3 separate regions of the Ovis aries genome follow, and regions 2 and 3 are each linked to region 1. A link is a contact called in public Hi-C data. All regions are on one chromosome and are shown on one strand. The core of a region is the stretch at or near the end of the contact, and the rest is flanking DNA. Distances in the headings are between cores, read along the strand shown. Region 1 overlaps LOC132659328 (a long non-coding RNA gene). Region 2 has its middle 55 kb from the start of CTLA4. Region 3 overlaps RAPH1 (Ras association (RalGDS/AF-6) and pleckstrin homology domains 1).

Region 1 (4,747 bases), core at 714-3,213:
AGAAATAACATTTCAAAGTATATTTCTATCGCAGTAATCACAACTCACTTTGAACAAAACCTTTTCTGTCAGATCATAGAGTCAAACTTGTTTTGTGGGTTTATCATCATCAGAAAACTACAACCATATCAAAGACAATGGATGTGGGGTTGGCCTTGACTCTCTCATTCTTTAATGCAGAAAGACAGTCTGCATTAAAGCAGGGAAAACATTTATTTATGTCCACTTTGGAGGAAACAAAGAATTAAGTATCGCTAACTTTGAGGGCCTTTCTAAGGCAATTTTGCTGACTTGAAAGCTGGCATCTTGCTGAAAAGCCCAAGTAGCTGATAGAAATATGTGCTACGCTTCCTTCTTTCCTTACCAGTGATTCTGTGTTTATAAGAGCTTCCCTGGCAGCTCAGTGGTAAAGAATCCACCTGCAATGCAGAAGCCACTGGAGACATGGGTTCGATCTCAGGTCAGGAAGATCCCCTGGAGGAGGGCATAGCAATCCACTCCAAAATTCTTGCCTGCAGAATTCCATGGACAGAAGAGTCTGGCAGGCTATAGCCCGTGGGGTCGCAAAGAGTTGGACATGCCTGAAGCGACTTCGCATGCAAGCACGCTAAGGACAAACTAAAGGAAAAGAGAGTCCAAAAGATGTTCCCAGCTTTCAAGCATTATAATACACATCTCCAAAACCAAAGCGACAAAGGGAGCCGCCGTTACAGACTCATCTAATCAATACTAAAAAAGACTTCATTTACTTTAGATTATACGACTCGGATTATGGGCTGATGAAAGAATCCAATTTTCACCAAGATCCTTGGGCTTCTGTTGTCTCCTGTGCATAGTCTGCTTTCATGGCTACTATTCTATGTTTATCTTGTTTATAGCTCTAGCAAATGCACTCTTGAGGGTTTGAAGTTGTACTATTCTCAATACATAGCACACAGAATGGAGTTTCTTCCATTTATGGAAGTAAACATTATATGAGGAGTACGTGTTCTTGCTACATTCCTGTCATTACTAAAAGAGCACAGTTAACAATCTCTAAAATACAGTTAAGTGGATTTGATGATGCCATGTGCTAAGATGTAATGAAAATGTAACTCAGTAACAAGAAGTGGAAAAAAAATTATCAAGACATGGTAGATAAAGGTAACCTGTGAGCATTTTCGTTGGTATTAGCCAAAATGAATTGAATGGGGCAGGACCTTATCTCAAGAAATCACGAACTTATCTAATTTATGTCTATACCTTCAAACCAACTTTTGTTAACAACTGAATTTAAATGGTAAACAACTATGAGTTTATGCAAAGGATAGGTGGTTTGTTTTCAAAATAATCCAAAGGCTAGTGTCTGAATACTACCTTCCTTCTCTTTCCAGGTAATTGTGAATGCTGTATCCCCATGCGTGCTTGTGTTCAGTCACTCAGTTGTGTCCAGCTCTGCGACCCTGTCGATCGTACACAGCCTGCCAGGCTCCTCTGTCCACAGGAATTTCCCAGGCAAAAATACTGGAGTGAGTTGCCATTCCCTACTGCAGGGGATCTTCCTCATCCAGAGATCAAACCAGGGTCTCCTGCATTGTAGGCAGATTCTTTACCATCTGAACCACCAGGGAGGCCCCAAAGCATTTCCCCATGGACTGTAGCCAACCAGGCTCCTCTGCCCATGGGATTCTCCAGGTAAGAATACTGGAGTGGGTAGCCATTTCCTCCTCCAAGGGATCTTCCAAACCCAGGGATCGAACTCACATCTCCTGCATTGCAGGCAGATTCTTTCCCACTAGAGCCACCAGGGAAGGCCCTGTATCCCCATAGTTGTACATAAATCCTTTTTCTTTTCAGATGCTAGTGTGAGCCTGACAGTCTCCTTGGTAATAATTCTCACAGCCCCAAACCTTCTAGAGTGCAGTATAAACTTCTTTCCTCTTGTCCTGTCATTTGCGGAGATGGAAAACAACCGATGTCTTTCTATAATGACCCTTCCAATCTGTTAGACCTTTATTCTCTAAGCTAAATAACCCCACAGCTCTGTGGCCTTTGCTCTCAGCCCTGTTTCCCAAGCCTTAATTACATTTTTGCTCTTCTCTGGAGTTCTGCCAGTTCCCCACATCCTCCTTAAAGGGGAGACACAGAGTGGCCGCAGTTGGGGTCAGACCAGCACAGGGAAAAGCTAACAGGCCACTTCCTGCCCTTGGCCTTCTCTAGGTCCCACTATCTTATTGGTTCTATAAATAAATCAGTACTCATTCATCTAGTTCTACGAAGGTCACCACATGAAGCTGAACTCCACCTTTCCCTATCTTGCGCTGTAGTGTTTTGATTTTGTCCTGTGAACTTTTTGTACTTACCCCTTGGAACTTAATCTAATTCAAAATATCTTACCCAGTGCCTTGTCTGAGTTACTTTACGTTTAATCCCTCCTTTCTCCACTTCTCCACAAAACGTTTTGCCAATTCAGAAAATTCCTTCCCAGAAGCTGAACCATGCATCAAGATTTACTGAGAGTTAGATGAGACCTTGGAACAGAAAAAAGGACAGGAGATAAAAACTATGGAAATCTGAATAAAATGTGGACTTCAGTTAATAATATAGCTACTGCTGCTGCTAAGTCGCTTCAGTCGTGTCCAACTCTTTGCGACCGCATAGACGGCCGCCCACCAGGCTCCCCTGTCCCTGGGATTCTCCAGACAAGAACACTGGAGTGGGTTGCCATTTCCTTCTCCAGTGCATGAAAGTGAAAAGTGAAAGTGAAGTCACTCAGTTGTGTCCAACCCTTAGCCACCACATGGACTTCGGCCTACCAGGCTCCTCCGTCCATGGGATTTTCCAGGCAAGACTACTGGAGCGGGTTGCCATTGCCTTCAATAGTGTTGGTTTATTAATTGAAACAATTGTAACTCCCTTTATTAATTAACTATATTAACATATTAACTATATGCTAATCCTAGGAGAAACAACACAGGGGCTGCCTAAGAACTCTGCATACTGTCTAGCTCAATTAGTCTATGAATCTAAAACTAGTATGAAAATCAAAGTCTAAGCATGAAAAGAAAGAAATGGGGAAGAGAGTCTAATTTAAACAGGCTGGCCTGAGAAAGCCTCTCTGGGAGTTAATTTGAAGCCTAAACTTGAAGGTCCTGGTCAGATGAGGAAGAGAGAAAGTGCTCAGATCTTAGGAAAGAGTACAGGCAAAAACTCTCCAGGGAGGGGAAAAAAAAAAAAAGATTTACAAGCTTTTCCCTGTGTCCCCCATCATCCTCAAGGCAAGTGCTGACGCTATTGTGATAATAACCACACTTTACTGAGAGATTATACTAGGGAATTTTACATACTACATACATTATTTCATTATTTCCTCACACTAGCCATATATAAGGTAGATCTTATTACCCCCATTTTATTCGAGGATCCTAAGGTTAGCTGGATGTAGTCATTTGCTACAGCCACAGAGAGATAGTCTCTCTGTCTATAGAATTCAGTGTGCCACAGTGCCAGGAAATCAGTGCTCACTGACATTTGGGTGTAACCCACTAGACAAATATGACTACACTTGTCAAACAAATGTATGGTTTATCTCAAAAATCAACAACCGGGACTTCCCTGGCAGTCTAGTGGTTCAGACTTCGCCTTCCAATGCAGAAGGTGCAGGTGTGATCCCTGATCAGGGAGGGGGTGGGGGGAGCTAAGATCCCACATGCCTCACAGCCAAAAACCCAAAACATAAAACAGAAGCAATATTGTAACAGATTCAGTAAAGACTTTAAAATGATTCACATTTTTTTTTAAAAATCTTTTAAAAAGATCAGCTGCAATCATGGGAGAATAAGACCAGAAGGAAAGAAGAGACGATAAGGCAAGTTTGAAGAGCATCAAAATCTGTTTCAGGTGCCCTGTTCTTTCTGATCATAAAAATAATAGCATGGGATAGAAACAAATTAAGGGTCTGGACGGAGTGTGGCACATCTCCTATATTCCCCTGGACACTAACGAAGAATCACCCACCTGTGGACAGGAGTAATAGGGCCATAGAAGAGATTCCCTAATGAGATACATGTGTTTAACTTCTTGTTTCAACTGTTAATTTACTACTAACTAGCTGGAGGAAGTAAACATTATTTATCCTTTTAAGTCTGGTACATGTACTGCTTTACTGACAAAATGGATTTGGTGATTGAATAGAAAAGTAAAGGGGGAACTCAAAAATCTATATGTGCCAAGACAGTTGTTTATGCAAAGCACCACGCACAGAACTATGGTGTTGGAGAAGACTCTCGAGAGTCCCTTGGACTGCAAGGAGATCCAACCAGTCCATCCTAAAGGAAATCAGCCCTGAATATTCCCTGGAAGGATTGATGGCGAAGCTGAAACTCCAATACTTTGGCCACCTGATGCAAAGAACTGACTCATTGGAAAAGACCCTGATGCTGGGAAAGATGGAAGGTGGGAGGAAAAGGGGATGACAGAGCATGAGATGGTTGGATGGCATCACCGACTCAATGGACATGAGTTTGAGTAAACTCTGAGAGTTGTTGATGGACAGGGAGGCCTGGCGTGCTGCAGTCCATAGGGTCACAAAGAGTTGGACAAGACTGAGCAACCTAACTGAACTGAACTGAACTGAACGCACAGAAGTATAGCTGGAAGTAATGTTGGGGGGAGTGGTGGGAACAGTCTTTCAAACAATACCATCTGAATCTTTTATTAGAAGATGTTTGCATATTATACAGTTTAATTATTCTTAACATGTCACCTG
Region 2 (4,747 bases), core at 563-3,062, 170 kb before region 1:
CTCTTTCTCACCTTCAAAATAGTATATACGTTATTTTTTTTAACAAGACCTCAAGATTTTATTATATTCGAGATAAAAGATGAGGCTTAGAACTGGGTCACTTAGTCTTTCTCATCCTGTCTCCTCTCAGTTCATAATGCTTGGATCTGCAGTTGGTGTCAACCCATTTAAGCCTCTGCACAATCTTCTTTGTGGTTTATGTATAGCTTACTATCTAATATCATGTACATTTTAAAAGATTGCACTACAGACTTAATCCATCTTTCCAATTCTCCTCTGCACTCTGGGAAATGGCTTTTCTCAATTAATTGAAGGGGGAAAGTCCACTTTCCCTTTTCCTGCATTTGATGGTCTTATATTGCAACCAGCACTCACCCGCTCCCCTACCCCTGACCCTGCAGAGTTACCATCCTACTCCATCCCCAGGGGCAGGAGTGACGGCAGAAGTTCCACCCTAGAGCATTGTCCCTCCTCTGTCCACAGAGTGCCACCAGAGCACCTGCCCCATTTCTGGACTGAGAAAATGGTACCCACTACATTCTCCTACACCAATACTACCATGCATTGGTGACTGGGCACTGTTAGCTTGGCCTCTAAAATAAACCATCAAAGAAAACTTAATAGTGGAAGATGTACAATTTTTCTGCTATTTTTTCCTTCCTGACCCTTGCATGGGCCTCTTTCTGGTCCATGGGAATACAGACAGCCCCATACCTGCGTATAGAAAAGACATCTGTTAGACCTGTAACCTGACAAGTGTGACAGGAGTTCCAAAGGAGAGGGAAGAATGCAAAGCACAGCATGTACAAGGAGATTCCACCTGGTCTGGGGGATCAGGCAGGGCCTCCTTCCGGAAGTGACTTTTCATCTGAGGTCTATAGGATGAAGAAGAGTTACCAAGATGAGGATGGTTCCATACCGGGGGTAGGGGTGGGCAGCTGATGCAAAAACCTCCGGTGATGGGGAGCATGATGCTTTCCAGAAACTAAAGGAAACTAGTATGGTTTGGACCAGGAAGAGGGTAAGGGAACTTAGAATGGAAACAGGAAAGAGACAAAGACATGAAGACCCAAAGGAAAAAGCTTGATATGAGGCAGACTTATGAGAAACGAGTTTCTTCTTTTTATATGATGAGGCCTTCTTGATCGGTAAACACAGAGTATAGTATAGAGGGCAATGGGTCATCACTGCCACCAGTCATCCCTTTTCCTGCCACCCGCATTCTTCTAAAATCCAGAGCCCACTTCATCCCCTCCAGACAGTCCTCCCTGATTTCCCCTGCCTGCATTGCCCCTTACAGCACTTAGGGTTCCCTGCATCACAATCAATGGCCTTTCCTATGCCACTGGTGCTAAGAATAAAACACCAGGACAATAGAAAGCAGAAATCGCTCCAATTCCTGGTTCACCCCCCTTACTGTGGGAAAATGCAAGCTTCACTGGATTTTTAAAATGATGTCTTGGCCATTTAACATAGAAGGAAAGATTTCCTGGTTGTGAGGAACATGTGAGCAAATGGAATCTGGGTATGCAATGCCCTCCTCACTCACAGCTGCATCTCAAGGCAAAATTTCTCCCCTTGTTCCATAGAGAGGATTATTTATAGTCACGAAAAGCATTGCATCTACCAAAAACAAAAGCAAAGAACAAACCAAAAAAGGAGAAAGGCTTTCCCGAGCAAAAAGGAGGTGTGAGTAGGTTTTGAAAATCAAGTCAATCATTTTGTGTCTGAAGATTATCACAGCCTACTCTTCAGTTATTGCAGTAAATCATACTGACCTATAGATGGCACAAGGTGACTACTGAATAAATATCTTGCTACAGATACAGATCACAGAATCAGGCAGGTCTAACAAATTTCAGAGGCCAACTGTTAGCATTTTCTAAGCTTGTGACATCAGGCCAAAGACAGTTAAAGTCTAATGGCTTTTTCAAACCATATGACTGTGTCTCTCCATGCTTCGTTCATCTGTGTCCTCCTAATTTTGTTCTTTTGTTTTTAATTACCAGAGCTACAGTGGTAATCTATAATCAGTTCTCTATTAACTGTTACAGTTTAGAGAATTTACATTCTTGGGCATAATCATAAGGTCAGTACTGCTAACATGACCCCCCACTTGCAGAGCCCTTCCAGAGTGTAGGCACCTTTTTAAAGTACTTGCTTAACCACGTCAACTCAGGTAACCCTCATGGCAATCATGTGAAATAAGTAAAGCACTGTCATCCATCCCCTATTTATAGGTGAGGAAGCTGAAGCACAGTGAAATGTGAAATAATTTTAATGAAGATCACACAACAAATAGTAGAGCTGGGATCTGAACACAAGCCATCTGGCTCCGGTGACCACGTTCTTATCCGCTAGAAGAACGCACACTTAGAACTATTACTGGAGCATGAGATGAACTAAGGCCATCTTCCCCCTCCTTGATAAATCTGTGACAGGTTGGCTTGAGGTCGGACATAGGAGTGAAAACAGCTCCCTCCTGGAACTTTATGGTTCCAAGTCTCCACTGGTCAAGGGAATCCAGTATAGACCCAATAAGGCTGCAAAGGGCAGAGTCTGGGAAAGTTAGCAGAGCTCTCATTACCAGGAGAAGAGTGGGAATACTGCTGATTCAGCCTGTTACATTTGTTTCCCATTTCTAAAATGAAAATTCCATCCAGCTCACTGAGGCATATAATTCACGGGAGTCCCCCAGTGGAGGCAATGGGCAGTATCAGCCTGCCGGGGATAACCTGGATCCAGAGTAGGAGGCCCCTCTCCATCAGAATTTTAATGTGTGATTTCAACAATGGCCAGTTTGTGAAGAGTAGATAAAATGTAAAGTGCATTTGGTAGCATCTCAAAAAGTTAACCAGAGAATTACCACGTGGGTGGAATCGGAGAAGAACTGAAAGCAGGAACTTGAACAGATGTCTATACACCAATGTTCACGGCAGCATGATTTACAGTAGTGAAACTTTGGAAACAACCTCTATGCTCTGAATGTTTCTGTCTCCCCCAAATTCCTATCTTGAAATCCTAATGCACAATGTGATGGTACTGAGACAGGGTCTTTAGGAGGTGAGCATGTCATGAGGGTAGAGCCCCCATGAAAGGGACTAGTGTTGCCATGAAAGAGGCCCCACAGAGATCCTTTTCCCCTTCTACCAGGATGAGAAGTCGGCCTTCTGCCATGCAGAAGAGGATCTTCAACAGAACCAGACCATGCTGACACTCTGATCTCGGACTTTGAACCTCTAGAACTGTGAAAAATAAACTTCTATTCTTTAGAAGCAACCCAGTCTGTGGTAATTCATTACAGCAGCCTGAACGGACTAAGACAACCCAAGTGTCATGTAATTGGATACACAAAATGTGGCATATCCATACAATGGAATGTTATTCGGTCATGGAAAGGAGTGAAGTACTGGTGCTTGCTGCAATTGGATGAACTTTGAAAATACTATGCGAAATGGAGTCAGTCACAAATGGATAAATATTGTATGACCTGTGGTACCTAAAATATGCAAAATCAAAGATGTAGAAAGTAGAATAGGGGTCATCAGTGGCTGAGGGGAGATGAGGGTGGTGATGAAGTCATTGTTTAATGGAGACAGAGTTTCTGATGCAGCTGATTAAGTTCTGGAAATGGATGGTGGTCATAGTTATACAACACCTGTGAAGGTACTTAATGTCACTGAATTGTACACTTAAAAAATAACGAAAATAGTGGGACTGACCTGGTGGTCCAGTGGCTAAGACTCTGTGCTCCCGATTCAGGGGGCAGGGTTCGATCCCTTGTCAGGGAACTAGATCCCACATGTTACAACCAGAAGATTTGGCATGCCACAACTCAGATCTGACACAGCCAAGTAAATAATTTTTTTAATAGCTAAAGCAGTAACTTTCAGGTTATACAGATTTTACCACTATTAAAAAAAAATCATGTTTTTAAAATGTAAAGTGTCTAGGAAATTTGAGAGATATTGCCAGTTACCTAGCCATTACCTAGTCTCCCAGAGCCAAAATCTAGTCTCTTTTTCTTTATTAACAGAATCCAATCTGTTGGGGGCTGCAAGGAGTCCTGCTAAAGTCTCCGTTTCCCAGGCTCCCTGCGGATAGGGATGACCATGTGACTGTAAGCTGTGCAGTGAGAGGAAAATTTCTCTTTACTGAGTGAAACTTTTGTGAAAGTTCATCAAAAGTTGGGAGTGGGAGGTGCTAATTCATCTGGCATAATCCCTTTTACCTCTGACCTTTTCCAGCATGAAACCATGGGTATGATGGCTGGAACTTCAGCAGCCATCCGGAAACCATGAGGATGGAAGTCAGCACCAGAGAGGCAGAGCAGAAGGAGAGGAGGAACCTGAGACATCAAGGGCATTGTGGAGCTGCTACACCTTTTGTGGAAGGCTTATCCCTGAACTTTACACATTACTTGAGAGCAAAGAGAACTCCTCTCTAGTTTAAACCAGTGATTTTAAGATCTCTCTCTGCTACTTACTGAACACAATTATTAACTGATTCAGCACCTTAATCCCTATTGTTATTATTATTGCTAGTGATTTTATTAACAAGGAAGTATCTCCCCAGGCCAGCGTTCATTTGACAATGTCATAAACACCTGTAAGTTTGGAGTTGTTGTAAAATGAGCTATCCACAGGCCTAATGGATACTCACTAGAAAGCCAAAGGATCTGGTAAAACAGACTCACCTGCTTCCACAGCCGCACGGGCCATAATATTAACTGGAGACATCACTGCCT
Region 3 (4,747 bases), core at 624-3,123, 160 kb after region 1:
TCAAATAACTGGGAAGTCTGTTTTTGAATTCCAAAACTATAACATTTGCCTCCCAGCTTTTATCAGTATCTTAAAAATAAAGTGAAGCTGATCATCAAAAATGATTATTTCCTGAATGTTTGATTTAGCGTAAAAATATGAGTTTATGGATAAACATAAAAATGAATTACAGAATAATGTTAGTATTCTTATGAAATCCATCAGTAGTGTTCATTTGCTGTTTTTAAATTTAGAATTCATTGTAGCTGAAGTAAATTCTAATAAAGACTATAGCAACGTGAAATAAATGTTACAGTTGACTTACTGGTACTTTTATTCACATTAAAAGATAAAACAATACTTTTTAATAAGACAGCAGTTTGCAAATTTAAATAGTAATTGCATGTTATAAGTTTTATATAAAGTAGGGTTTACTGATGAAAGGTTAGTGCTATAATATACCTATATATTTATTTTCTGGTGGGATTTAAACTAACAGTTCCTCTGAATTTGGAATCTTATACACAAAAATATATTTTTAAAATAAAAATGCTTTTAGAAACATATACTGAAGCTTATGGTAGGTTCAAAAAGTTTTGCTGAATCTTTAAGAATATTTGATGATGTATTGTAAATATTTTGATAGGAAAAATTCCTAAATATTTGAGCTACTAAAGCTTTTCAATGCTGTGGGGTATTTTTCCCCCTCATGTGTATAGAGTTTTTTTTTTAATGAAATCTCTGTGGCTATACCAGTTGTTAATAATGTGATATGCAGCATAGCATATGATAGCTTCAGTGTAATTCCTTTACTTCCTTCACTTCCCAGAACTATTTCAAGAATAAATGTGTGCAGAAATCTTGAGATATTGGAAAGAAAACAGCAGTTGTGTTTGTTGTAATAACAAGTGGCATTGGCATTGAGGTCCCAGTTATTCTCAGAAAGCAACTTTTTGCTCTGAGATAATAACTAGATGGGAGCTCAGGGCTTTCTGAAATTTTAAGAGGCCTGCGTATCTGAAAGATTGGAGTTACTAGTTATTACAACTACGTTTCTCCTAAAATTCTAATGGCTATGTTGCTGCATCTCACTGAAAATTTATCCACATGTACCAACTTGGTGTTTTAATTCTAGATTTCACTGGCCTAGGAAGGTAATAGAGGGATAGGTACAAACACACCACCCAGTCAACACTGGCATATATGCCGTGATCCTTGTTTTGTGGATTTCTTAGATACCTAAAAGCGAAAAAGCATTTTTATTTGGTTTTAAGTCTGTTTTGTTTTGTGTTGGGAGAGCTGGTAAAGAACCTTATACTGGCTATATAATGGCCAGTTAAATATCTAGGAGAGGAATAAAGAGAAGAGGAGGGGAAATAGAAAATAATATCAGCTACTGTGTTATTGCTTATTCTGTGCTGGGCATGGTGCTTTACATGTCTTAACACTGAGTTTGTATAGAGCCTTGAGAATAGGTACCATTCCCTGGTGGCTCAGAGGTTAAAGCATCTGCTTGCAATGTGGGAGACCTGGGTTCAATCCCTGGGTCAGGAAGATCCCCTGGAGAAGGAAATGGCAACCCACTCCAGTATTCTTTCCTGGAGAATCCCATGGACGGAGGAGCCTGGTGGGCTACAGTCCACGGGGTTGCAAAGAGCCGGACACGACTGAGAGACTTTCGCTTTCTTTCACTTTCACCACTGTTTTACAATGAAGGGAACTAAAGCAGAAAGTGACTAGGTAACTTTCCCGAGGATTTGAACCCAGGCAGTCTGGTTGTACAGCTCCTACAGCATTAGCGTTACCTTGCTACTTCATCATAAAATTGAAGGAGAATCTAGACAAGGCTAGACTAGCCAGTGCGTCTCAGATCCAAGCCTAGAGACAGAACTACATGGGCAGTAGAAAAAAAGGCAAAGAGATTTATGTAGTAACATCCCCATCTGGTGGTGTTTTAGTATATTCCTGAATATGTTAAAATTTTAACAACCGTAAGCTAGCTGTAATCTAAATGAATTGAGGTTTAAATAAAATTCAAATGATGGCTGGTGGTTTCCCATTCTTCTAATAATAATAGTGTTATTATTTCTCCTTTAATTTTTATAGTAACATTTGGAGATAAATGCTATCTTTACACCATTTTACACATGAGGAAACAGGTTAAATAATAAGCCCAGAGTCATATTGCCAGGAAATACTGAGCTGGTGCTTGAACCCAGGCACTCTGGCCACCCCATAAAGGTCTGGATTTGTAACCGTCATGCTGTATTTATTTTTAATATTTGTGAAGAGCACATAACCTCAGTACAAGATGGATGTAAATCTGTTTTATTGAAACATTAATATGTTTTCACAAACCTCCACCTTCTTCCAGTTATTATTTAAAGTGTTAGCTACCAAAAGAAAATGTTGTATTTTGTAACCATGACTCTGATAGGAGGTCATTCATTTCTTGATTTTGGCTCATATTTCAGATCACTGCTTTTCTACACATCCTCCCCAACAAGATTCTGGCTCATAAATGGTACATGTTATAGGTTCAGTTCAAGAAAGTAGTGATTCATAACTTACTTTGCAGAGATTTGTGGAGTTTTTGAGAGATTGATAGAGAACATGATAGCTTTGTAACAAATGAAACTTTTTGAAACTGAGACGGTATAGAGCAAATTTTATGTGAGTTGACCTTCACATTCACATATGTGTTTTAAACACAGATTTTAGATTTATGAAAGTAGTGATAAAGAAAAAGTAAAAACTGGGGACTTCCCTCGTGGTTCAGCAGTTTTCACCATCCAGTACAAGGGGTACAAGTTCTATCCCTGGCCGGGCAGCTAAGATATACCTCCTAGCCAAAAAAAAAAAAAAAAGTAAAATTCAGTAAAGATTTAAAAATTGGTCCACATTGTCTTTGATACTTCCCATGTGCATATTCATTTTTGGTAAGGATGTGTTGAATTTCAATAACTAATAATGTTCCATCATACTGTTTAACATGGCACGTAGCCATCTCTTATTGAACACCTTAGATAATGATTTTTTTTTTAACTAGCCAGTAAGCATTTGGAAATATGACGGGAGCTTATGTGAGACTGAGCCTAGTGAGAATAGATTTATTTTTTAACTTTTTATTTTGAGATAATGTCAAACTTAGAAAAATTTGAAAAAATAGTATAAAGAACTCATGAAACTCTTACTCATGTTCAGTAATTTAACATTTTGCGACATTTACTGTATTATTTTATATATATATATATATTTTTTTCCCCTGAACCAGTTGAGAGTTGGTTGCATTTTCATGCCCTTTTAGCTGTTAATACTCAAAGTACTCATTTCCTAAGAATGAGGATATTGGCAATATAGATTCGGTAGGCCTCGCATTGATGTGGTGACTGACACAGTGTTATAGAATATGTTGAATGAGAAAATGTAGAGAGAGGAAAGCAAAATCACTCTTAGTCTGGCCAAGCCTGTGGCATGAATAGCTATTCATACATTCCATAAATGCTGGAGTACCTGGGCTGTAAGGGATAAAACTGTGAACATAATACACAATGTCTTTATGAGATTATAATTTATTGTATGGCGAGAGGGATGTCAGAACAGACAACCAAAGCAGTTTTAGTGCAGTAAGGCAAGTACTATGAGAGGAAAGACAGAAACGTTGGTTAAAAGGTCATTGATGACTTTAAGAATGAATTACAGGATGCATTGCAACTCAAAGGATGAAGACTTTGGAGGAGAAAGGTGGATGGTAGATTGCAGGGAATTATAAGTGCAAGAGGTACACTGCAGCTGAATTCAGGAAACTTGGCAGTATAAAGTAGAAAATAATAATTTAACAAGAGGAGGGTACCCAAAAGAATATTTTTCTGTCCTTCCCAGCCCCCAATAAGCTGGACCAGTTGAGTGTCAGAGACTGGGATATTAGAGGGGGAATGAGTGGGATCTAGGACATGGTGTAGCTTTGGAGGGGAGAAGCAGGTATTAACTCATGGAACTGGAGAGAAGGATGAGAATATGGACACAGCTGTAGGATACCTTTTAGAGATGAAGATTGTCATGATAGACCGGTGTGGTTTCCTTAGTAATGGAGGGAAGTGAGGGCATATGAAGAGGTGAAAGAGTGAAACCAGAAACTTGAAGAACTTGGAAACTACTTAGAACAAGCTTAGAGGGAATGATAGAGAGGAGAGAAGAGAGTACTGCCAAACAGCAGTTAAGGCCCATTTGAAGTTCAGAAGTATGTATTGGTACTGGACAAGGTATTTCTGGGTAGTTCTGCCATAGAGCTCTACTGTCCAGAAGAGTGAGGTTGCCTTTAAATTGTAAAGGGTTAGAATCATCAGGTTCTTACCTTTTCTATTTTTGCACAATACAATGAGGTGCATGCAACTTTTCATTACTATTTTGTTTCAACAGTTCATTTCAGTGATCTTTTCTCTTCCTGCATGGTAATGAGAACTGCCCTTTTCCACCTCCTTTACCTATCATTTTCTTCCTTCCTGCATTTTCACAGCATGCTATTTCTCTGAGATGTCCCAGCAAGCAGGCCAAGCGTCATATTGACTTCACAGAAGAACAGGCTGAACTGACACCTGTAAGTTCTGTAATCATGTCCATTGGGACTACTGAAGTATCAGTGAAGAGGAATGCATTCTTTAGAACTCCTGATGGTTAAACCTTCTCATATATCTCAATTTTTTGAATAAAAATTAAGCCAGGCTTAAAAAATACATGAGCAGAAACATGAACAACCATATGATACAGT

The links. Hi-C and Micro-C count contacts between places; a contact is called where the count stands out from the background.
Region 2: a Hi-C map of liver shows a contact between it and region 1, with 4 times the contacts expected there. The contact joins two enhancer-like sites. A contact is called at or near these places in 4 of 16 Hi-C or Micro-C datasets (blood, liver, muscle and 1 more).
Region 3: a Hi-C map of tail adipose tissue shows a contact between it and region 1, with 1.9 times the contacts expected there. The contact joins two enhancer-like sites. A contact is called at or near these places in 2 of 16 Hi-C or Micro-C datasets (mixed tissues and tail adipose tissue).

The regions. Positions count from the first base shown.
Region 1 is chr2:205,638,632-205,643,378 of ARS-UI_Ramb_v3.0, reverse strand. It overlaps LOC132659328 (a long non-coding RNA gene), which reads left to right. Exons shown (of 3, transcript XR_009599636.1): 2 at 1,374-1,674; 3 at 3,796-4,747. Among named protein-coding and RNA genes, the nearest start is that of CD28, 56 kb to the left of the region's middle. Within about 2 kb of position 1,963, at least 4 of the 54 cell types and tissues checked have an H3K27ac peak or open chromatin away from gene starts, as enhancers often do. A contact at or near this core is called in liver, where this site is marked.
Region 2 is chr2:205,804,621-205,809,367 of ARS-UI_Ramb_v3.0, reverse strand. It overlaps a transcript of CTLA4 not described here. Among named protein-coding and RNA genes, the nearest start is that of CTLA4, 55 kb to the left of the region's middle. Within about 2 kb of position 1,812, at least 2 of the 54 cell types and tissues checked have an H3K27ac peak or open chromatin away from gene starts, as enhancers often do. A contact at or near this core is called in liver, where this site is marked.
Region 3 is chr2:205,479,942-205,484,688 of ARS-UI_Ramb_v3.0, reverse strand. It overlaps RAPH1 (Ras association (RalGDS/AF-6) and pleckstrin homology domains 1), which reads left to right. Exons shown (of 16, transcript XM_042244979.1): 5 at 4,496-4,576. Among named protein-coding and RNA genes, the nearest start is that of RAPH1, 56 kb to the left of the region's middle. Within about 2 kb of position 1,873, at least 16 of the 54 cell types and tissues checked have an H3K27ac peak or open chromatin away from gene starts, as enhancers often do.